Regions from separate parts of the Zea mays genome. Here regions 1 and 2 are each linked to region 3. Evidence: chromatin contacts called from public Hi-C data. All regions are on one chromosome and are shown on one strand. The core of a region is the stretch at or near the end of the contact, and the rest is flanking DNA. Distances in the headings are between cores, read along the strand shown. Region 1 holds the start of LOC103635328 (golgin candidate 5). Region 2 holds the start of LOC103635321 (mucin-19). Region 3 holds the start of LOC100281972 (ubiquitin-conjugating enzyme E2 N).

Region 1 (3,419 bases), core at 514-3,013, 570 kb before region 3:
TTGGAGTTTGTGGTGTTATGGATTGCTCAGAAACATCTGCCTTAGAAACAGGTGACCCATTGGAAATACTATGAACTTCTTCCGATTTTGAAGGCAGTTTTGGAGATGTTGTTCCTGATACTTCCGAAGGATCTACCTCAGATATATGTTTCTTAGTTGGTGTGCTATTAATTCCTTCCTCTGCTGACAGATTCTTCAGAGATTGTGGCTTTTCTGATACTTCAGTGCCATCCTCCTCACCATTGTGTCCCATGAAAGCCATGACAGGATTGAAGAATCCTATTCTATCAGAGTTGGATGTCTGTGATCCTGATGCTGCATTACAGAAAAAAAACATTTTATTTGAGCACCTAGATGCCCATGTAAACAAAAACCAATGCTTCCAATGCGAAGCTCTTAGACAGCACCTTAGTAACCACTAACCAGGTTCCCGGATCGATGGGATCGAGAAACGGGAACGTGGTACGCAGTACGTTACTAAACTAGGATTTAACACTACGGGAACGTGATTGTTCCCACATTCCCGGAACGGAACGTCCCCGGAATGAGGAACGTGGCCAAGTTCCTGGTTCCCGGTTTCTAAGGACAGCACTAGCAAACAGTGAAAAACAGGCATGCATAGCCTAATCAAATTGGTCCTACAAATTCTGCAACTCAGACAGAATGAAAAGGTGTTACAGTTCCAATACTTGTAAGAGGAAAGAAGTTTGAAATATGCCTAAACCAATCAATAGTACAGACTTCAACAAACTAATGGACTGAATTTGGACTATGGAAATTGAATCAATGGTAAGCGTTTTTTGTTGTGAAAACCAAGTGATAATAATCAATTAAACACAAGCCATCCTCCACATGCATGGATCAAATATTAATTGAACACCATTGACCAACCCATCAGTGTCATATCAACAGTAACAATGTTAATACACAGGCAACCATGCACCAATGTTAATACACTGAACTAGGCGAATTGCAGGACAGAGGATTGTAGCATTAGCGTCGTACGTACCATCTTCATCGTCACGCTTCTCCTCTAGGCCGAGCGCGCTGTCGAAGTTCTTTTCGATGTTCTTCACGCTCTCGCTGATCTTGTTGACGGCTCCAGCGATGTCCTGCAGGCCGCCGAGCGACACCTTCCCGGACCACCACGCCATCCCTGTCCTCGGCCCTCCGATCGCCACCGGCTCACGGCCTCCACCTCGGCACCTGGCGCCCTAGATCTCCGGCATAGATCTGATGACCCGCGCAGCCAATCCACCGCCCACACCCAGTCGTGCGCGGGCGGGAGCAGGATCTGGCCAGGACAACCTCGCCACGCTGACCAAACCAGCTGAGCCCGCCAGACAACGAGAGCGCGGGCAAGGGGTCTGAGCTGACGCTGCCGCAAAGCGGGGGGAAGCACTTCAGCGAGCTCCCACCGCGCGGTGGCGACTGGCGAGGTGGGAGGAGAGATGTAGCTGCGGCCTGCGGGGGGGCGGCAGGAGCGCGTAGGGTTGGGTCGGGGAGCACAACGGAGAGGGGAGAGAGAGAGAGAGAGAGAGAGAGAGAGAGAGTGCGTTCGGCCGTTGGCGCGTGCGGGCGCCGCGTCGGCTTCGGTGATCGCGCGCCCGCCTAACCTGCGCTCGGCTCGGTGCAGTGAGCAGTGGATCTCGGCCTGAACGAAGAAGAACCATCTATCCGCGGGGAGGTGCGCTGGGCCTGCGGAGGTCCCGTCTGCGGCGTTTCGCCCGAATGCTACCGAAGTTGTGGACTTCGGCTGAATGCAAACAAAATTGAGATTTAGGGCCTGATTATATAATCTGGATTAAATAATCCTAAGAGTCAAACAAACAGTCTAGCTTAGAGCATCTCCAAAAACTCCCCTGAAGTCTCCCCTAAATCTATTTTTTTAGGGAAAAACACAAAAACATGTCTCCAACAGTTCCCCTAAAGCGTTCCCAACTTTTTCATAGCCCTTAAAACTTCCTCATTTGTAGCTACAAATGAGGGGTTTTTTGGCTCCCTAGAAACAAACTGCTGCTTTAAGGGATCTGTTGGAGAAAGGATTAAAATTTACCCCCACTTATTATTTAGATGTCCCTTAAAACTGATTTTGAGGAGTCGTTTTATGGAGAGCTCTTGGAGATGCTCTTATTTGCCCAGATTATATAATCTAACCCATTGGATTATGATAATCCATAAGCAAGTGATGAGGTGCTTATTTCAGATTATTTTTTCCCACTTTCCCACTACCCTTTCAAGTTTCCTAGAAATTACCCACCATTGCCATTATAATCTACCGAATCGTTTTTGCGCCTATCGGATCGGAGAAGCCCGCCGCCCAGCAGAAACACGCCAGATAATCTGGGTAAACAAACAGGACTACTCAGATTATATAATCCAAATTATATAATCCAGATTATATAATCCTCAAAAAATAATCCAGATTATATAATCCATTGGGGTAAACAAACAGGCCCTTAAGCCCGTTTTTAACATTTTCTTGACTAAGGTGTTGTTTAGTTCATAAAATGTAATGTGGTCTGATTACAACAGCAACTGATTATACTATGATGTTATTTGGTCACATATTTATAACGTGATGGATAACTGATAACGTTAAGCTATGTTTGTTACTCTAATCAGATACTATACTAGAAACTGATACTGACCTATTCAATCTTATTGCTGCCAGTACTTAAGTGTAAACCATTAACACTGTCATTTACATTACATTTTCGCAAACCAAACGACACTATCATGTTTGTTTGAGCCACAACATAATTTGTTACCCTGTAATAGAATATGGACTTATAGAAAATGGAGCGTTATCTAATACCCCTTCAATCATGTTTGTTTGGTTCATGACTAACTATGTTACACTTTTTTAAAGTTAGTCGTTCGAATTAAATAACTAATTTTAAATAGAAAAATTAGATACTGACTGGTGCGTCATACATTGTTGTCAGCGTGGGCCGTACGGACCTTGTCGACGAGTCTCGCATGGGGTCTCTCGGCCCGAAACCCCTTGTCTTGTTGAGACCCAACCCAACAGAGGTTTTGGACCCGTTTGGCGTTTGCCTGAAAACGGTTGCATCAGGCTGCAGATGGACAAGCAAAAACTGCAGAAGCGCAAGAGAACCTTAAAAAAGAAATGGAAAAAAAAGTAATCGTCTAATCGACCGCAACCGGGCTCCATGTTGGTATTGCCAAGTCAGCTCGCCGCAGAATCAGGAGGTCGGGAATCCGGGATAAGCCTATCCAAAGGATGAGAGGAAGCCACATGGCACGCTCTCTATGGTGAGTGAGGTCTCGGCCATTTCCCGCCACCATCCCACACAAATCCCAAATCCCCCACCGAATTAAGTTTGTAACCTCCAGCATCCACCAGCCAGTGCGCGCGCCAAATCTAGTTTAGTTAGCCGCCATGGCCTCTCTCC
Region 2 (3,447 bases), core at 637-3,136, 910 kb before region 3:
CCCAGAGGATATGGATATGGGCAGGCCCGGATACCATTTTTTTTCCGTGAAAACCAGGCGCAGTAAACAAAGGGAACCAGCCGTATATGGAGCCAGGTGGAGGTCAGAGGGCAAGAGGGCAGACGCGCCGCGCGATAAATTTCCACGAGGAAGATAGTACAAATCACAGGCTACAAAAGGTGACCACCACAACATACCAATCAAATCAGCCCATCCACCGTTTGCAAAGCCAAAATACACTGCTCCCCGCCCGTCCTCACTCGGGCCCACGCTTCAGTAGCCTAGGTCCCACAGCAACTACCTAATCCATCGCACTGGTCACTGCGACCAGGGTCCCACGCCACGCTGAGGCTCACTGGTCGCCGACGCCGTCCCACGCGAGCCCGAGGCGGCCGGCCTGCTGCAGCGCGCGCAGCAGCTGCGCGCCCTTGCGCCGCCCACGCGCGCTGCACTCGCCCTGCATCGCCGCCACAACCGCCTTCACCACCTCCGGCGGCGGAGGCGGCGAGGACGAGGCCCCCCGATCATCCTCACCGCCAGCGCCGTAGATGGCGGCCAGGACGCCGATGGCGCACTCCCGGCCGCGGCCGGCCATGCCCTCCACCGCGCGCGCCAGCACCGGCGCGGCCAGGGCCTCCCTGCGCACCGCGGGGGCGCCGCCGGGGGCCGTGCACAGCAGCTCGAGCGCGGCCAGCGCCCGCTCGGCCGTGGCCCCCGCCGGCCCGGACGCCGCCACCGCCTCCACGGCAGCCGACGCCGCGCCGGCCTCCACCGCCGCCTCCCGGTTCCCCTCCTCCAGCAGCACGGCGAGCAGCGCCTTGGCGGCCAGCCGCGCCGGCGCCGTCAACGGCTCCCGCACCGCCGCGACCACCCCGGCCACCACCCCCGCCGGCACCGGCCTCGCCGCGGCCTCCATCTCCCGCTCCACCGCCCGCAGCGCCGCCACCACCTCCCCCGCCGCGAACTTCTCCTCCGCGCCCAGCAGCGCGTCCCCCCCGCTCGAGGACGCCGACGCCGGCGCCTGCGACTGCTGCGGGTGGTGCACCGGCAGCCTCCACTGCGTGAAGCTCTGCGACGCGGACGAGGACGACGAGGAGGAGGACGACGACGGCCCGACGTTCCGCTGCGCCCGCTGGTGGTGCGGCTGCCGCTGCGGAGGCGGTGGCGTGGACGACGCCGCCGCCGCAGCCTCCACCGTCACCGGCAACGCGGTCGACGCCTCGGCGCAGGGCGTGCCCGAGCCGCCGCCACCGCTCCCCGACACCACATTGTTGTTGGGCGTCGCCGTCGGGCTCAGCGCAGGGTGCGTGCAGGTGCTGAAGATGCCGCAGGAGAAGAGCGCACGCGGCGACGCCTTGAGCCTCGCCGCGCCTCCGCCCCCGGCCCCGGCTCCTCCTGTCTGCGCCGCGCGACTCATCTCAAGGTCGCCGCCACGCTGAGCTGATCCACCGACCCCGAGTGAATTGAATGCTCTGTGCCGCGGCTCTGATTGCCCGCGCGCGCAGCCGAGCGGATCCGCATGCGCAGTCAGCCACTCAAGCCCAGCTGCCGCCCTCCCTGTGGCTCGTTTAAGTAGGTAGCACAGCACGTGTACGGCGGCGGTGGCCTTTAACTGGCGCAGTAAAAAGAAGAACGCGGGAGCGACTGAGCGGCGAGCGACAGGAACAGTGCGACGAGCTTAAGCGGGAAACGTTTTACTGGGATCAAAAGGGAGGGGGACAAGCAAAGCGATGAGCAAGGCTGCCGCCGGGCTCAGGGTACCATATGGGGCAAGCATGCCCGTGGCATGTGCGGCACCGTCCTTGGGCAGCTGCCTGCGACTGCGATCGCTGCCTGCCTCATGAATCTTACAGCCAGATGGGGACGCCAGAGAGCAGAGGGAGTCGAGTCGAGTCGGAGTGGGTGGGTGGGTGGGTGCTCCTCTGTCCGGCGCCTCGTCCCGGACGCCCCCGCTGATAGCGATCCGTGCCTGCGCGGGTGTACGGCCGCACGATCCCGATCGCTCCGACCACCACTCATCCACCTCACATCCATCGCCCGCTGCATTATTGGTCTTGCACTGGGGTGATCGATCGGGTGCGGAGGAAGAAGAATCGTTTCGTTTGGTGGGAAGAACAGCATGTTAACAGCACGGAAGGGGATAGAAAGGAAGTAGAAGACAGCAACGTGGAGGAGGCGAAAGGAGTAGCGAGGAACACAAAGCTATTGTTCTCCTCTGATGGGGAATGGGAGGCATTTCTGATGGGGAAGAGGGGATAGAGGTTGAGCTAACACGTCAGAGGAAGATGAGCAGGCTCATGCAGCGCTTTACAGAACACTAGCGGGCGGTAAAATGGAAGCAACGTGACTAAGGTAGTGTTTGGTTACTAGGGACTAATTTTTAGTCCCTACATTTCATTACACTTTAGTTTATAAATTGCAAAATATGGAAACTATAACTCTATTTTAGTTTCCATATTTGACAATTTAGTGACTAAAGTGGAATAAATTGGAGGGACTAAAAATTAGTCTCTAAAACCAAACACCACATAAGTGTTGGGCGATTGCTTGGTTTTGATTTAATCCAAAAAATAAAGAATAACCATGACGACATGCTTAAACAAAAAAAACGAATCAGTATTATACAATATCTAAACATGCATAGGCACCATAACAATTACGATTAAGACCGACTTGCACTAACAAACTAAACAGTATGCTTAAGAAGAGATGGTTGTGTGTTTCTTTCTTGATGACGGTCCGGTAGACACTATCTGTTCTTGACGACGACGTGAAACACCCAAACAACAAGGAGAAAGAAAAAGCCATGATGACAGAGTTGACATGACTATTGGTAGACGAGACCATGCAGCAGCTGGTATTAATGCCCTCTACAAGCATGTGATAGCTGCAACTGCAACCGATACTGATGCTTGCGTCGGTATTGGTCCTGAAGCAGCCGGCCCTCGTTAGGGGTGAAAACGGGCAGGGTATTCGAAACGGGTATAGGATATGGGTACTGATTCGGGAATATTTTTTGGATACGGGTACGAGTATTTTTATATTCGGGACGGATACGTGTAATACCCGGATAGTATAGCTTCGGATTCGGGTCGGATACGGGTACCCGAAATTCGGGTACCGTTTTTTCTTTTTCTGTATAATAATATAGTTATAAAATCATAACTTTTACATATGAAATCGGATGAAGATAAAGTTTATATGAAAATTGTAGAGCTCGAAGAGATCTATAACTTTGTTGTACAACACATTTTTGTTTAAACATATTTTTAGGCCAAAATCTTTGAAATAATGTCTAAATTTATATCAAAATAATAGACTTTATCATTTTCTTGTGGGACTTAAGATTATCTCCATGTGGGAACTTAGGATTATCTTTTTATAAACTATTTATTAATATTGGTAACTTATTTCTAATTTACGGTCGAAGCTACAATATTTTTATGA
Region 3 (3,026 bases), core at 126-2,625:
TCATTAATAAAAACTAGATTATCACTACTATCAAAATGCATCTCGTTTTCCACTATTTCCCATATACTAGGATGAAGAGAGAATACATGAGTTTTGGACCTAAAGTGGTGGATTGGGCATGTTCGTTGTGAAAAATGAAGAAATGGTTCCGGTGGCAAAAACTCGTGCTTTGTATGCACCCCGACACCCGTTTTGGAATGGGTGACGTGAGGCAACGAAATTGCGAGAAACCACCCCAAACATGAGTTTTTGACCTAAAGTAGTGGATTGGGCATGTTCGTTGCGAAAAACGAAAAAATGGTTCCGGTGGCAAAAACTCGTGCTTTGTATGCACCCCGACACCCATTTTTGAAATGGGTGACGTGCGGCAACGAAATTGCGCGAAACCACCCCAAACATGAGTTTTGGATCTAAAGTAGTGGATTGGGCATGTTCGTTGGGAAAAACGAAGAAATGGTTCCAGTGGGAAAAACTCGTGCTTTGTATGCACCCCGACACTTGTTTTCGAAATGGGTGACGTGCGGCAACGAAATTGCGCGAAACCACCCCAAAACATGAGTTTTGGACCTAAAGTAGTGTATTAGGCATGTTCGTTGCGGAAAACGAAGAAATGGTTCTAGTTGCAAAAACAAGTTAAAACCCTTGCGCACTTCATGAAAATCATGTTCATGCCATGCTTGTCTTGGAAAGAAGATCAGTAGCATCCACGATGTTTTGCTCCCGATTGTTTTTTCACTGTCAACGAGGGGAGGGGATCCCCACCTGGATTCATTGCAGAATGTCGTTTTTTGCCAGATGTACCCGTCATTGTAATTGTAAGTCTTCCGGTTGTTAACATACCCCTCATCCTTACCCTATGAATCCAAACCATTAACAGACAGATTCTCCTCATAGCCCGCTTTTCAGAAAATCTCCTGAGAAAAAAGCCGAACCAAACAGACCTATAGACTAGAATATAGATGACGCTAGTGGACACCCTCTAGTGCCCCATTCAACCGACCGATTGAGACTACCCGCAGCGGCAACCGCGAGCCGCCCCTCCCCTTTCCCTGTGCACGCGTATGTGCGCTCTACGGGTGCAACGGTCGACGCTAAAATGCCCCTACACGAAACAATGGTAGTGTGAGTGTTTGAAGTCAGCTAGATCAAGGGGAGTGATGTAGCACCCTTCACTTGCAGAGTGCTACTCATTATTTAATAGTAGAATAAAAATGGTAATAAATAATGAATAGAGTTGGATAATGATATTTTAGAATTGTAGTGGGGTATAGTATAGGGAAAGAATATATAGGGAACTGCTGTGGGGCATGAAAAAATATAGGTAAAATCTAGCTGATTTGGCACAAAAGTGAGATATAGTGAGATAAATTTAGGTGAATCCTGCGGATAGCCTGACGGCTCGTTTGACCTTCGTCTGTCGTCTCGTCTCGTCCACCTCCCCAGCGGCGCGTGAAGCTTGAGGCAATCCCCGCCCTCTCTAGCCCTGCGCAACCAGTTCGGTTCCATGGCCAACAGCAATCTCCCGCGCCGAATCATCAAGGTCCGCCTCGCGAGCTGGTCGCACCCTCTCCGCTCTCGCTAGATCTATTGTGTTGCTCTTCTGCTCTGTAGAATCGGATGCTCTATCTGCTCATATCTGCTGATGGTTAACCTGTTTCGGATTTGAATCTGTGCAGGAGACGCAGCGGCTTCTCAGCGAACCAGGTGTCTGACTAGTTCCGCGCGAGCTCTCTCGGAATTTTGCCATTTTGGTGCAATTCTTAGTCTGCTGCTACTGCGCTGGTCTCGGTTCTCTAGCATGCGCATGCTGTCTGATTTTGCTTTTCTTCTTCTCCTCCTCACGCGTGCAGCACCGGGGATTAGCGCGTCGCCGTCGGAGGAGAATATGCGGTACTTCAATGTCATGATCCTTGGCCCCGCGCAGTCACCCTATGAAGGTGTTCCCCTCATTTATGGTTGGCTTTACTTGGCGTATTTTTGTATGGATAGTCTGTGAGCTTCTAATGCTGTAATGTTTACACTGTTGCATGTGCATTCGATATTGTGAGCCCCGTTTGTAGTGTTGATGTGTTTTGTAGACAATCATCATTGCTGTTACTTGTTAGTGTGTTCTCTTATCCTTATGCAGCCATACGCCTCGTTGTTTCATGGAGAATTCATGAATGAACAGTGAATTAGCATAGATGGATTACCAACATGGTCTAGTAGCAGAGTACAAGTGGTTCATCGCGTCATCGGTATGGATATAAGGCACTAAACAGGAACCTTCATATATTCATATCCATTCATCTGTGCCAAGTGCCAGTTCAAGACTCTAGAGTCTACACCTCTTAGTGGACCTGGTTTTATCAGTCTGCTTTCGGGTATCTAAAGAAGTATGTCCAACCAGAAGTACCTACTCACTTATACATATGATTAGGGGCAAAAGTTTTGACTCTTGTTAGGTTCATACTGGTGGCATATTGACTAATCTGCCCATGACAGAATCCCATTAAATCTAGCTATCATTCAATTTATTGATATTCTTATAATGCAAAAGATTCTTCACCGTCTTCTCTGTTCAATACAAAATAGGTGAAATAAGAGGTGTGTAGATAGTTATTAGGGATGCAAATAGCGACAAGTTCCCATATAATGATTTCGTGTTACCTTCTTGTGCTTATTCATTTGTTCCTGGACGCCTGATATAGTTTAGTCTGTTTATATGTTGAACAGGTGGAGTTTTCAAGCTTGAACTATTCTTGCCTGAGGAATATCCAATGGCTGCCCCAAAAGTAATTTTTTGATCAATCATGAATTTGTTAATTAAATCATTAATTGACATTTATGTTTCCATGTTATATGTGCTTTAGCATTCATTTATCTCAATTGATACGAATTGTGGTTTATTTCCTAACTACAACTGGGCAGAACCAATGTCTTAGGCTCCCATATGAGTAGGGTCTAGTGAAGGGATAAACCGAGACAAAGCCTTTTTCCCGCAAATGCGGACACACTACTTCGAACTCTGACCTGGTACCACCTCA

What was found. Hi-C and Micro-C count contacts between places; a contact is called where the count stands out from the background.
Region 1: a contact with region 3 is called in a Hi-C map of ear, with 2.6 times the contacts expected there. The contact joins the promoter of LOC103635328 here to the promoter of LOC100281972 in region 3. A contact is called at or near these places in 2 of 25 Hi-C or Micro-C datasets (ear and leaf).
Region 2: a Hi-C map of ear shows a contact between it and region 3, with 4 times the contacts expected there. The contact joins the promoter of LOC103635321 here to the promoter of LOC100281972 in region 3. A contact is called at or near these places in 2 of 25 Hi-C or Micro-C datasets (ear and endosperm).

What each region holds. Positions count from the first base shown.
Region 1 is chr8:69,623,806-69,627,224 of Zm-B73-REFERENCE-NAM-5.0, forward strand. LOC103635328 (golgin candidate 5) reads right to left here and starts at 1,764. Exons shown (of 19, transcript XM_008657809.4): 1 at 1,010-1,764; 2 at 1-315. The coding sequence starts at 1,154. It also overlaps the pseudogene LOC103635329.
Region 2 is chr8:69,279,349-69,282,795 of Zm-B73-REFERENCE-NAM-5.0, forward strand. It overlaps LOC103635321 (mucin-19), which reads right to left and starts at 1,887. Exons shown (of 1, transcript XM_008657804.3): 1 at 102-1,887. The coding sequence starts at 1,417. The coding sequence ends at 353.
Region 3 is chr8:70,191,781-70,194,806 of Zm-B73-REFERENCE-NAM-5.0, forward strand. LOC100281972 (ubiquitin-conjugating enzyme E2 N) reads left to right here and starts at 1,376. Exons shown (of 8, transcript NM_001154889.2): 1 at 1,376-1,540; 2 at 1,677-1,704; 3 at 1,851-1,937; 4 at 2,716-2,774. The coding sequence starts at 1,505.